Regions from separate parts of the Mus musculus genome. Here all the other regions are linked to region 1. A link is a contact called in public Hi-C and HiChIP or PLAC-seq data. All regions are on one chromosome and are shown on one strand. The core of a region is the stretch at or near the end of the contact, and the rest is flanking DNA. Distances in the headings are between cores, read along the strand shown.

Region 1 (4,498 bases), core at 1,394-3,893:
CAGATTTCTGTTCACTTAGATTAAATTTCAATTCATATGCCCATTACAATTATTTAATTGAAGTCCCATCCAGCCAAATTTCAAGAACTTTATCTAAAAACTATAATATGACTAATATAATTTAGTATTGGGTTCAATATTGCTCATTAAATATGCAACAACTGATAATGAGGATAATATATTAGGCTGCAAGGTAAAAGAGAGTAAAAGTCCTCAGTGTAATTTATAATCCTGCTAAAGGGGATGACTCTTGTTCAGGAGATCCATTTGTCTCTATCAAGGAGAGCCATGTAGAGTGCATTCTTGTGTGTGTTGAGTTTTTAGATCCTTTAGATTGCTGACCAGAGGTCCTCCTCCTCCTCAGCACCCACCCCGGGATGATACGGCAGTGGATGCAGCAGCTGCCTGTCAGTATTTACACAGCTCTCCTCCTTGCTTTCTGTCTGTGTCTCCTGGCTCCTTCTCAGCTCTGTAGCCTCTAAAAACTGGAATATTCCGAAGAAGTTCCCAAGCCTCTTTTGTTTGCTCTACTAAACTCATCCCCTGGTGATCTCATCCACTCTCACAAGTTTGCATGCAATCTATGGGTAAATGACTTCAGAATTATGTCTTTGATGTTTCTTTTCTTAATTTATATATTTAGCCTGAGTGCTCAACTCTAAATGCCTCAATTAGTTTCTGTGGTCATTGTCATCAGAAGTTTAGTAGAACCATTTGGGTATTTCTGACCCGATTTATATCATTCTCTAACATTTTTTAATGCAGGTTACAATAAAACTTTATCAGTTTTGCCATGTGTCTATGTATATTTACAAAACCACATGTACATAAACACCCTAAATATGGGATACATTGTGGGAAATACACCATTAGGTATTCTCTTTCTTGTGAAAAGATCATAGATGGTACTTCTAGCCCACTATACACGTGGGTTATATAGTATATACTGGTGCTCTAAGGATACAAACATGTATAGCAAGATGGTATGTGATTATTACATGTGATTGTAACACAGCACTAACTATAACGTGTAAGTGTATCTAAACATAGACAGTAGAGTGGGCAATTTCTAGCACCATTATAATCTTACTGGACTATGGTCCTGGAACAGGCTGACATAGAATGAAAGCATCATAATGTGATTTTTGGAAAGAATTTTCACATACTATCACCTCAACATCACTGTTCAGACCACTGCATCTTTCTCCTGGGCTTCTGAGACAATCTTCTCTCTCACTTTACTAGGCATTTGCCTACTTATACTTTGTAGCAATGTGAACTTGAGGAAATGTATGCTAGCTCAAGTCATTTCCCTGCTTCAACCATCCCTCAGTTTAGAAACATCCTTTAGGGGCCTGGGTAAACTGACCACTCTTGACTTTCTCAATCTCATCTTCCCACTTCCCTTTCTTTCTTTTCTTTTTTTTTCACTGTAAACTATTTTTTATTAGATATTTTCTTCATTTACATTTCAAATGCTATCCCCAAAGCCCCCTATACACTCCCCCCCTGCCTTACTCCCCAACCCACCCACTCCTGCTTCCTGGCCCTGGCATTTCCCTCAATTGGGACATATGATCTTCGCAATACCAAGGGCCTCTCCTCCCATTGATGGCCAACTAGGCCATCCTCTGCTACATATGCAACTAGAGACACAGCTCTGGGGGGTACTGGTTAGTTCATATCATTGATCCTCCTATAGGGTTGCAGACTCCTTTAGTTCCTTGGGTACTTTCTCTAGCTCCTTCATTAGGGGCCCTGTGATCCATCCAATAGATGACTGTGGGCATCCACTTCTGTATTTGCAGGACCCTGACATAGCCCACTTACCTTTCTTATCCCAGCTACACCTGTTTCCTCTCTGACTACCAGAGTTTGATGTAAGCTAGAAGAGAGATTTCATGATTGTTTAACATATATTCAGCCTCAAGAGAAGTGTCTGCCTAAAGTGAGCACTCATTAAATATTTATTGAATAGATGGTGAGGCAATTTCTGAACACACTTTCCTGTGAGCATTTTCAGATGGTGTTGTACAAAGCACTGATGTGTATAGGTCTTTATAGTGAGGCTGAAGTAATGATGATAGTTTCCATTATAAGGCTGTTGACTTTCTCTCTCCAGATTGTTCACATGTTTCCCTGAGTCCTTCAGAACTCGATGCCCCTTATGTGTCATGTGATGCAATGTAGCTCTTTTTCCTCTGGCCTAGATTAGTTTTATCTGTGGCTTAGGGATAAAAGGCAGGGGAGACCCTAAATTTTCTCCCCCCCCCCTTTTTTAACTGTATGTTTCATTTCAGCTAAACATCATCATAAGGAAAATTCTAGAACCAGAATTATATTTCATGTAAGCTGCCAGTAGTTGCTCTAAAGGTTGGTATTCATAAATCAATTAATTTACCAGAATTTAAATTCCTCCAAATCACAGGAAGTCAGAATGGAAGTCCTTGCCCCTGGAGTTGTAAATGACTCCCTACTTTGCAAGCTCACTGTTCCATATATTTCCAGGGGAGATGGAAAAGAATATAGAGGGCTGACGATTTATGTACTTTATGAGATACCTGTGATCACCGGCTCACTCATAAGCCACGGCCTGGAATGCAGTCATACCCACTTCTGACGTGGCCCCAGGGAGTGAGTCATCTGAGTGGCCAGGAAGAAGCAGCCACTCCCTTGCTGATGACTAACCCTGAGGTCTTGTCACACTCTGTATTGCCGTCCTTTCTGTCTTTCACTCTTCATACATGGACTTCTGATTTGTTGATTCCCTTCTTTTCTAGTAGTTAATGGAATCACACAGTACTAAAGGTTTCTGCAATTCACTGTATCCTTAGTTTTAATAAACTTGTAAGGTAGGACTGCTATCACAATTTACTCTGTGTACTTAATTTATGCTAAAAGAAAAATACTTCATAGGTTAGGAAATTAAGATACAGAAAAGCTAAGAAAGCTAATGTTTAGTATTGAAACCAATATTTGAGCCAGATTCCCAGAAATTCAGAGTATGGGTTCTTAATTAGACAGGCACTGCCTCTCATCTTTTGAAGAAGTCGAACATATTTCTGCTATCACAGTGCTTCTCAAGGGCTCTGATGAATCTGAAGGAATGGAAGTGTTTGGACCCTATTTTAAATTTAGATGGCCTCAGTTAATTTGCTAATTTGATCCCAACATTATTTCACCAAATTAAAAAAATCTTTATTTATTATATTAATTTTCTAGGTTCACACAAATGTGCATGTTTATATACATACATACATATATATATATTTATATATGACACGCACATATACATAATGTGTGCATCATTATACTTTATCTACATTCATTCCCCGCCTGTTTTCCTCCATGCCCCTCCTCTTTTTTGTTTCCTTAGTTAATCCCGTTCTCTGCTTGCTTATCACATGTTTTTAATTGCCTTATTTTCTACTTCTCTCATGATATCTTCTTATTTCTGTGACTCACATACTCATATAAGTACATATAAATACATCATTTAAAATCTAAGAAGTATTCATCTTTCTGAATTTATCTTATTTTGGTTAGCATGATGACTTCCAGTTGCATCCATTTTTCTGAAAATGTGATTTCATTTTTCTTTACAGCTTAATAAAATGACTTTCTGTTTACATACCATCTTCTCTGTATCTACTCAGCCACTGCTAGACACTTTGTCTAGTTCTAGTTCCTGCCTGTTCTGAGGAGTGGAGAATTAGCATGGATTTACAGCTATCTCTGTGCTATGTTGATTTAAGTATTTTGTGATTTAGCCTCAGGGGTGGTATACCTGGATCATATGTCATTTATGGTTTCAATTTTTGAGAAGTCTCCATACCGATTTCCACAGTGACTGAACAAGTGTACAGTCATATCAACAGTAAATAAGGGTTTCCCTTACCCTCCATCTTCACCAGGATTTATCGTCATATGTGTTTTGATGGTAGCCATTTGGCAGGGGTGAGATATAATTTCAAAACCTTTTTGATGTTTTCATACATATATTATTACTGTGATTATACTCACCTTCTATTAACTTCTCTTGTCCTCTTTTCAACTGAATCCCTCCTTCTCCTAATTCGGTCTCTAATGGCTACATTGTTGAAAACCATGATCCTATAGCAACCATTAGCAGTCAGGAAAGGACAAGGCCCCATGAATACTTGTTCTGTGCACAATGGAACATTAAATGGTCCAATTTAGTGCAAGTATTCATTGTAATTGCCTGTCATCCCTAGATGGCAGCATTTTGGCAAACCCCCAACTCCCCCCCCCCCCATCACCATGTCCTACATTTTTTGACTCCCTCTTCATGATGTTTCCCAGCCCTTGAGGAGAAGGATGGTAGAGATGTCCTATTCAGAGCTGAGCACAGGACAGTCACTGAGTCTCATCACATTGACCAGGTATGAGTTTCTGCTTTAAATGCCATCCTCTTCCAAAGGGAGATTTTTTTGCTTGGGCTGAGAGTTATACTACTCCATGAATATAAGCATAAATA
Region 2 (4,498 bases), core at 1,092-3,591, 500 kb after region 1:
GAACTGTGTGGCATTGATAACATTCTTAGACTCCTGAGTCTCACTCTACAGTCTGCAAGGTAGGGGTGATAAGCCTTCATTGCAGGATTAGCCTGTTCGTAAGGAAACGCGTCAGCTGTGCATATTAGCTAATGCTTACTAAATGCCTGGAGCTCTTGTAAACAGTGCCATATTTCATTCTCAAAACATTCCTACCCATGGAGGCGGTGATCATTCTCATTTTATAAAGGAGGAAACTAGAGCAGTGGAAGGCACTTTGCCCCACATCAAATAAGGAACCATCAGACAGAGGACTCACCTTTGCACGGAGCTTTCCTCTTGTGATCATGTTCAGCTAGCACCTTCCAGTCTTCAGCAGCCACAGGACAAATTGCACCACCTTTCCTGCACATTGATAAAGTACATGAAGCAGCAGTTCAGATCCCCATAGGACTGGAGAAGAAGCAAAAGAACTCTGGCATCACAGGCTAGGTCCTGATGGAGGTCTCTCTTTCTCTCTCTCGGTCTCTCTGGCTGTCTTTCTGTCTGTCTCTCTGTCTGTCTCTCTGTCTGTCTCTCTGTCTGTCTCATCTCTGTCTCTGTCTCTGTCTCTGTCTCTGTCTTTCTCTCTCTGTCTCTCTGTCTCCCTCTCTGTCTCTCTGTCTCTCTCTTTGCCTCTCTCTCTCTCTCTCTCTCTCTCTCTCTCTCTCTCTTGTTCTATTTCTTCCTGCAGTAGCTTCACTCTTGGAAACATTAAATCACTGCTGCTCCCCACCTTTGACTTTCTCAAATGTGATTTGGATTGCTGGGATACTCGTTCTTCTCCTGTAGCCTGGGGAACTTCAGGTGTTCATTCTATATTTTTAGCATCAGCTCCAAATTCCGTCCTTTGGAGAAGCTGTACTGTAATCTCAATCACATACTCACAGACGTTTATGCATGCATATACAAATTTGGGCTTTTGCCAAACAAAAATCCTTCAATACAGATAACGAGAATGGTCCAGTTTGGTGGCAGCAATGACTTTCTGATCAGGGAGACAGGTCTTAAAATGTAGAGAACAGGGTATCTGACATATGTAGTGAATGACTTCTAATAACTTAGTGACTAGTATGTTGTTATCACCTTCTGGGAAGATGATTTCCACTTAGCTTTACAGCTGATTAGACAGTTAATTGTCATTTCCTTAGGGTTATAGCAATGGAGGCTGAGAATGGGGAAGGTACAATGGGCCTTTTAGGTTTGAAGTGTTGGAGCAGGGAATTCACCATTGACAGTGCAGAGAAGAGGGCTTGACGAGGTTGTTTTAATTTAATAATTATTATTTTGGTGTGAGAGTAATTTCTGCTTCAACATTTTGTAGGGTTGTCCACAATATTTAGATTCCATTTCTTTTTGACTTCTGGGCAAAGCCAAGAAAATTCTGAATTATCTAAATTTTCTTAATTTTTCCCTGGGGCTGCTCCTTTTTCATTGTCACTTGCTCTCTCGCTTTCTCATTCTCTCTGACTTTGTCTGTCTCTGTTTCTCTCTGTGTATATCTCTGTCTTTCTGTCTCTCTGTGTGTGTTTGTATGTGTACATATGGGCACACACATGCACTCATGTGTGATGACTTATAACCAGCTGCTACTTTGGTTTAATGAGTAAAAGAGCAGTTGACATTGCATCCAGATTAAAGAGTCTGCTAGATGGGCAAGGGCGGGCAAGTTGTCAAGTAACATGTAATAAATAATAGTAAGTACCTAGCCTGGATCTGATATATATTAAGAAAATTGAACACTATAGAGACGTTGAAGGGCATTGTGGGCTTAAAAATAGCTGCAATCTGAGAATAATAAGTGAAGGGAAAGCTAATAAATGAAGAAAAAGCTTCCTGGAAATACAAGATTTGGGGGAATTATTTTTGGTGGCAGAGCTGAAGCCATCTACTCTGAGGAGAATAAACAGAGCAGAAGAAAACCTGTTTTGTGTTTGTCCCCACCACTTCTTGTTTCCTTCTCCCTTTCTGGTTTAATCAGATTGTATCTGTATCAAAACGGCATAAGAATGAAACATCAGATGACAATTTGTGCTTATTAGCTCCTTCCATTGACTCTGAGAGCTAGCATATAACTTTCAAATGAGACAGCATTATGCCCTAATGTACCGTACTTGGCCATTTTGATGTACATTTAGTAAAATTACTTGAATTGACACATTCTTATAAAGGTAGCAATGAATCAAAGGTATTTCCGTTCTTGGAGGGGTTTCCTTGGAAGTCACAGCACTGCCATTTCAAACTCCACAAGCAGTGTTGGCTAACACAAGATCCTTCACTCAATCACACTGTACATTGAGTCTCTCCGATTTGGCCAACTTAGTCACATTGTCACCTCTGCGTGCCAAAGCAAACACCAGTCCTGAACTTTGCCTCCAGCTACATTCTTCACCAGGAAACCTTTTTGAATTTCCTGTAGATGTTTTCACTACTGCTTCGTGGAGGAAGGAAGCTCACTTTGACTAATAACTATTATTTTTAGTAAAGCGATCATGTGTCTCCGGTGTCCGTCCACCAGCCCTTTTGGATTCCAGCTGGAGGTTGTATAGAGGAAGCTGTGCATCCACTTGACAAGGCTTTTGGGTCCCATCCACGGAGAACTGCATCCCAGGGCTGCTTATAAAGGCTCACCTTCCAAAGGAAACTTGTCAGGGCTAAGCTGTTGGCAAGATGGATTAACAAGTGCTTACAGCTGATGGAGTAGCTTTCGGTGACTTAATGAGTGTAGTTTTAAATCTTAGCTGTCCCCTGGTTTTTTGTTTGTTTGTTTTGTTTTTTGTTTTTTTGTTTTTTGTTTTTGTTTTTTTTTTTAAGAGGGATAAATGGTTATGGTTCTTTCTAACCTAAGAAATGCCAGGACTAAGCATCCAGAGACTGTAGTAAGGTATTTAGGAGTGGTCATATGCTGTGGCCTCTGATTGTAGTCTGACATTTGATAACCTTTGGATTTTATCTTGAGGAAGTTGTCCTCATAGGAGACAGACTTCATAATTGGCATAGGAACAGCTGTTAAGGTATTCTTGGGCCACTGAACACATGGCACCTGGCCCAGTCTGAATAGCTGGGCTCTTCTTGTTGCTTGTTTAAAGAAAGGTTAAGCAGAAAGCTTTGGTCTTAATTTCAGGCAGAGATGAGGAAATTTCTGCAATACTATCTTCAAATGAGTTTCTTCCCCCCTTAGGCATCTCTTTAGGACCTTCATTAAAGTTAATGAATAATCTAGTCTAGGCCAGAGCCCAGAGCAGGGCAGCTCACCTGAGTTTCCCTATGGTTATCCACCTTTATGGGGTGTGACCTTTAGTTCCTGCAGCTCCATTGTTAGGCAGACCCTTAATTATAGTCTTTATCTCTCCCAGCATTCAACTAAGACAGCTCAGATGCCTCCTACATTCCATGACTCTAAGGTCACTACAGCAGAAGAGGCGAAAGTAAATAAATAAAAGAGGAAGGTTCCCACTTGATTATACACGTTGGGTTTATGGTATGATGGCTCTGAGAACTGGTCAGGAATGGGAAGCTCTCATTTTAAAAAAATCCAAATCTCAGGACATGAACTGAAAGCCTCAAAATTAGTTCAGGCTGGCATCATGTGAGGGATAAAAGATGCATGAAGCCCACCCTAGCAAGGCCACTGCTGACAGACTGCTCAGCACCAGTTCTTACCTTAAAACTTCAGCATTTTGGCATTCCCTGGGAACCAAATCCTTGTTCAAAGATAAAATTGTGGGATCTCTTTATCTATGAAGGACTTGACACAAAAGTCTTGGTTAGGCTCCTGTGGACTTTTTCCATATGGCTATGCAAGGGATATGTGCCTAATCAAGTCCTTAAGAGGCTTGTACAGAAACAGTGATAACCTGAATTTCATGGTTAAATATTTTGCTCTCCTGAAATGATTTCCTCTGGGTTTGGAAGTGCCTTATAGCCTATTTGAAAGCCATAAAAAAAAGTTAATGCCATTTTTTTTTTTTTTTTTTTTTTAGTTTCACCTCATTTTAATCCCTAGCAGCATTTTTAGTTGTCTAAAGCAAAGTACTATTGAGCCACAAGTCTAACAAATGAGCCATGGCAATTTGTTTAATCTCTTCCCTCAGCTTTCTTATTTGGAGAGAGGAGTGATGTGAGCTGATTCTTAGGGCTTCTCTGAGGATTAAAAGAGTCCAATAGTCCTTGGTGACTTGTGAACATTCAAAGCATGCTGTTATTATCGTTATCAATATAATTTTTAACTTGGCTTGTATTTTTTTCCCATTGGACTTTTTCCCCCACCAGATTGTTCTGGAAAAAAAAAATCAGATAGTTTTTAAATTATACAATGCATTCTTTTTTTCTTATCTTAGAGGTTTTAATGAGTAAGTTGCAAGGTCTGAAGTATTTTCAAAACTGATTTGAACAAAGATAATACTGTTGACCGTACTTCTAGCATTCTAATGTCTGTTTGTGAAGGGGAGAATAATGGGGCCATGCTGTAAAAATACCC
Region 3 (4,498 bases), core at 570-3,069, 480 kb after region 1:
AACTGTATGAAGTAGTGTTGGCACTAACTGGATCTCTTTAGATTCTATTTTAGAAGCTGGAGTTGCACACAGTCATTGATTTTCACAGATTACTAGTACACATGTATATTAGGCATTATGTATCCACTCTGCCAGCACACAGATGCTATAAAGGCTCATATGATTTAAATGTGTTTGCATATGCATGATATTAAAAATGGAGGAAGATTGCTTACAAATAAGAGAAAATGGTCGGCTTTTAATTGTAAGGGTTCTTGGCATGGCTCAGTTAGGCATCTTCTAGAGAAATCTAGATTTTTAAACACACAAATAAAAGGAAGGGATGCAGAACCCCATCCCCCACATCCTTTTTAGAAGTTCATCTGCATGTCCTGTTTGCTTCAGACATGGGTAAGAGAACAAAGAACCCAGCCAGCACAGCCTGCTTTAGTATAAACAGGTAAACCAAGGCTTGCATTTCCTAAACAAGTCCCGGCAAGTCAGTCTTGTCCAAGCCAGGATTATCTTTATTTGGCTCTGTACCCTCCCTTAGAGACACTTAAAACCCACTAATTACTTACTTTCTACTCTTTCATGATCTCTATGCCCAGACCCTATACCCTCAGCAGCAAGCAACCTATCTAACCACTCTGAAAAAAATCTCATATATTTGTCCTATTAGGCTTTTTTCTCCCTGGTCTGCCTAAACAAAGCTGCCTTGGGACTTGGGCATATTTTTGAATCACCGAGATGTTTGTTACCTGCCCTCAGTTGGCAGATTAGGTAGGCTTGGGTCCAACCTGTGGATTGGCATGTCTAGCTAATGTTCCCGTGGCTGATGTGTAGGCCACACTTCAGACCCACTGAAAAATGTTGTCCTTCTTCATTTCAAACTATTCCTCTGGAGGTAAAGTAATGTAGATGTTGAGCTAGTTATCACCAAGGGATCTTTGTTTATTTAAATAGTTGCTTCCAACATGAACAGGTATCCAAGGGTAAAAGTGGGTCAGAGTCTGGGCAGCAATTCTCATGCCCCTCCCTGTTTCACCATGCCTACCAGGTCCTCCTTCCTACCCAGCTTTCCCTCCCACCATTTGCATTTTACCCTTTCTTACACTCTCCAAATATCAGCAAATCAACAAACATTACCAAACTCACAGAGTCAAGAATACAAGGGGAAATTTTTCTTAAATGGTCATGACAGAGAGACAGATAATCATAGAAGCACTAAGAAGTGTACCCCCAGAGTTACGAAGTATGTGGCCCTGTAAAACAGTACCATTTGGCAACACATAGTAGCAAGAACCCTCTTCTTCAAAAATTATAAATTTCTTTGTGAATATGTGTATCAATATGTGTTAGTTCATGTGTGTGTATGTTTGTGTGTATATGTGTGGTTATACTGTGGTGGTAGTAATGTGTGTGTGTGTGCCTGCATTTGTGTGTGTGCCTTCATATGTGTGTGTGTATGTGTGTGTATGTGAGTGTGTCTGAGTCTGTATGTCTATGTCTTATGTCAGACATGTAGAGCTCAGAGGACAACTCTTGGAAGTCGGTTCTCTCCTGCCACCCTGTGTAATCTGGAGAAAAAACTCGGCGTTAGAGTCTTCTTTCTAATCTTTCCTGGTTTGGATCAGCAGGATGGATGACCTCCTGGTGAGAATCTATAATTCATCTAGAGTCTCCAACTCCCTGTCTGGCCTCTAAAATGCCAGTCATGGAGGAGAATCTGTTTGCAATCTCTGATTCACCAAAAGTATTAGCCTTAGGCCTTGCTTGACTAGTCTAGACACTGTGGCAGCTCCACCTTCAGAGGGGAGGACTCAGGAAATACTGTCTCATTTGGTTACTCATGAGAAGCCCTTCCTGTTCCCACCCAAGGGAGTGTCTCTAGTCAGAATTTTCTTCCCAAGACAGAGCAAGTTAATCCCAGAAGAGAGCAAAAGACAATGAATGGTCCTCTGCACTTACTCCATTCTCCCAAGTGAAGCTCAGTCAGCTAGCTCAATTTGCACATGAGTCTATTCCTCAGTAGCCCTCAGGGTCTCTTCCCACCCTTTTCTGGGAAGCACCTTCTCCCCTCCTGGCTCCACCCTTCACTATTCAACACCTATTGGGATGACCATTATGGATTCTATCCCTCCTCTGAATGGTTGGTGATATCACTGGGAGAAAAAGTGGCAAAGAATTATTCCTTAGATGAAGGTTTCCACTCCATCTTTCTCACAGGCTTTTGAGGGAGAGGGGTTTGTGCTTTGTGGCCCACTTTGGAACATAATGATAGTGTTTTCTGCTAAATCCGCTTGCCTGGTCAGCTTTGGTAGTGTGCCTGTGCGCTGAATGATAATGGTAAAGAGGATTTTCTTTATTTTCTAATATGGAGAATTAATGTGTGGCAATTCATCTACCGCACTCTGTGCCTTTTTCAACAAGACTTTTATTAGAAAAGTAAATTCTTAGCCTCACTCCCACCACGACACTTAAAAAGTCCTCTCATTATCCCTGCTTTGCTAAAGAATTCAGGGGGAGAACGGGCTTCTGCTCCCTCATTATTTCTAGGAGTAGGTTTTGACATAGGATAGAGAAAAACATCTTAGAGATGAGACTTCCTATCCCTTAAAGGCTGGCCTCTTTCTATGTCACCAACTGCACATTATTTTAGCAACTTCTCTTCAATTAACACAGATTTCCTGAAGGGTATAGACTGAGGTGTTGGGGGAACAGCTAATAAAATGTATGTCTCTATCCTCCCCCTTCTCCCCCTTAAGTCCTTTTCCCAGAGAGTGGTTTAGAGAGGCACTTGTCTTGCTAAAAACTGCTGAGTTTTATTTTACACTAATCACACCTGGCATCTTTATGTGCTAAGGATAAATTAAGCACGTTGTGAACACAGGGTGGAGATAGCTTTCTCCATTTATGCTGTATTTTAGTCTATATTCATTATGTATAGAAACATACCCACATTTGTGATTTGTTCTTATATTCTCATTCTCTCTCTCTCTCTCTCTCTCTCTCTCTCTCTCTCTCTCTCTCACACACACACACACACATAGACACAGCATATATGCATCCTTACAAAACATATTAGAATCTTTGGCATTTTGTTGACATTAGGCAAAGGCATCAGTTTGATACTTTCCAATGAGCTAATGTAGTCATTTAAATATTCCTAAAATTACTCAATCCAAAATTTGATGTTGCAGACTAAAGACACCAGGATCTAGAATGACTTGCTTGAGGGGTTATAGACACTGTCTCAATCCTACAAATTTGGTAATAATCAAAGTTATAACTCTGAAGCGTCTGAGATGACTAAACAGCTAAGGGCTCTTGAACCAACTTTTGATTGCCAACACCCACATAGCACCTCACAATTTCCTGTAACTCCAGTTCCTGGGGATTCAATATCCTCTTCTGGCCTCTGTGGGCATCAGGCATGTGATACACATGCATCCACATAGGCAAACACTCATACACATAAGATTAAAATTAAACAAACAAATAAACAAACCAGAACACATGTGTTAGACAGTAGTTAGTTCAGGGCACTTTCAACCACATGTCACTCTTCTAGTAATGAAATGTTAAGCATGCATATAACAATTTGTATTTTTTTTTTTTGGCTTTGCATTACTGTTTGTATCTTAAGTAGTTTTAAAATCCACATACTTTCACATTTTCAAAGTCATTTGAATTTGGAAAATGATTTTAAAATTCCTTAATACTGTCCTCTTAACTTGTACCTTCAAATTTTAGTATTTTTGAAGGCCATAGGACAAAACCATCAAAATAACAGTTTACAATATCATGAACTAAACTAAACCTAAGTAAGACTTTTCAGATTTTACACTTTTTTTCGGTACCAGACTCACTCCAAATCTCATATAAAAGTTAGGGACTTGCTTTGTATCCTATTCCAGTCTATATCAGATTCTCAGTATTTCAGGCTCTTTATTAGATGTAACACCTTAAAGTCCACCAATCACATTGTTTAATTGTACTAAACTTGGCTTTGTTTTATACCCTTTAATGACTGAAGTCATTAATAGATTTTAACTTGTTACATATCTTATAATCGATGTTATAGTTTTAACTTAACAAAGCATGTGTGTGTGTGTGTGTGTGTGTGTGTAAGAAAGGAAAATGTTAGTGCTTATTAAGTTAAAAATATAACATTAATTATAAAATATGTCCCAAGTTGAAATCTATTAATGACTTCAGCCATTAAAGACGTAAGACAAAGCCAAATGCCATAAATATGATATATCTCTATATATAGATATTTCTGGCTGTCTCTATCTAATCTCTCTCTATCATCTAGATCATCTATATCCATATCTATATCATCTATATTTATATCATTTATATAGATAGGTAGATAGATAGGTGAATAGAGAAGCTGTGGTATAGCTTCTTTAACTGTTGAGTCGCAACAACTATCTCAATTTTCATAAATGAATGTGGAGGTTGTACAAAACTTGGCAACAGTAATAGCAATTCTAAGTATGTGATGAATACA

What was found. Hi-C and Micro-C count contacts between places; a contact is called where the count stands out from the background. HiChIP or PLAC-seq counts read pairs in DNA pulled down with a chosen protein or histone mark.
Region 2: a contact with region 1 is called in a FOXA1 HiChIP or PLAC-seq map of pancreatic cancer cells. The contact joins two enhancer-like sites. A contact is called at or near these places in 2 of 484 Hi-C or Micro-C datasets (liver and pancreatic cancer cells) and 1 of 115 datasets of contacts at active chromatin or transcription factors (pancreatic cancer cells).
Region 3: a contact with region 1 is called in a Hi-C map of epidermal suprabasal cells, with 2.0 times the contacts expected there. The contact joins two enhancer-like sites. A contact is called at or near these places in 1 of 484 Hi-C or Micro-C datasets (epidermal suprabasal cells) and 1 of 115 datasets of contacts at active chromatin or transcription factors (pancreatic cancer cells).

The regions. Positions count from the first base shown.
Region 1 is chr2:140,787,923-140,792,420 of GRCm38.p6, forward strand. The region is part of intron 3 of Macrod2 (mono-ADP ribosylhydrolase 2); the gene reads left to right. Among named protein-coding and RNA genes, the nearest start is that of Flrt3, 120 kb to the left of the region's middle. Within about 2 kb of position 2,644, at least 81 of the 459 cell types and tissues checked have an H3K27ac peak or open chromatin away from gene starts, as enhancers often do. A contact at or near this core is called in epidermal suprabasal cells and pancreatic cancer cells, where this site is marked.
Region 2 is chr2:141,286,225-141,290,722 of GRCm38.p6, forward strand. The region is part of intron 5 of Macrod2 (mono-ADP ribosylhydrolase 2); the gene reads left to right. Among named protein-coding and RNA genes, the nearest start is that of Gm25583, 350 kb to the right of the region's middle. Within about 2 kb of position 2,342, at least 42 of the 459 cell types and tissues checked have an H3K27ac peak or open chromatin away from gene starts, as enhancers often do. A contact at or near this core is called in pancreatic cancer cells, where this site is marked.
Region 3 is chr2:141,264,957-141,269,454 of GRCm38.p6, forward strand. The region is part of intron 5 of Macrod2 (mono-ADP ribosylhydrolase 2); the gene reads left to right. Among named protein-coding and RNA genes, the nearest start is that of Gm25583, 370 kb to the right of the region's middle. Within about 2 kb of position 1,820, at least 20 of the 459 cell types and tissues checked have an H3K27ac peak or open chromatin away from gene starts, as enhancers often do. A contact at or near this core is called in epidermal suprabasal cells and pancreatic cancer cells, where this site is marked.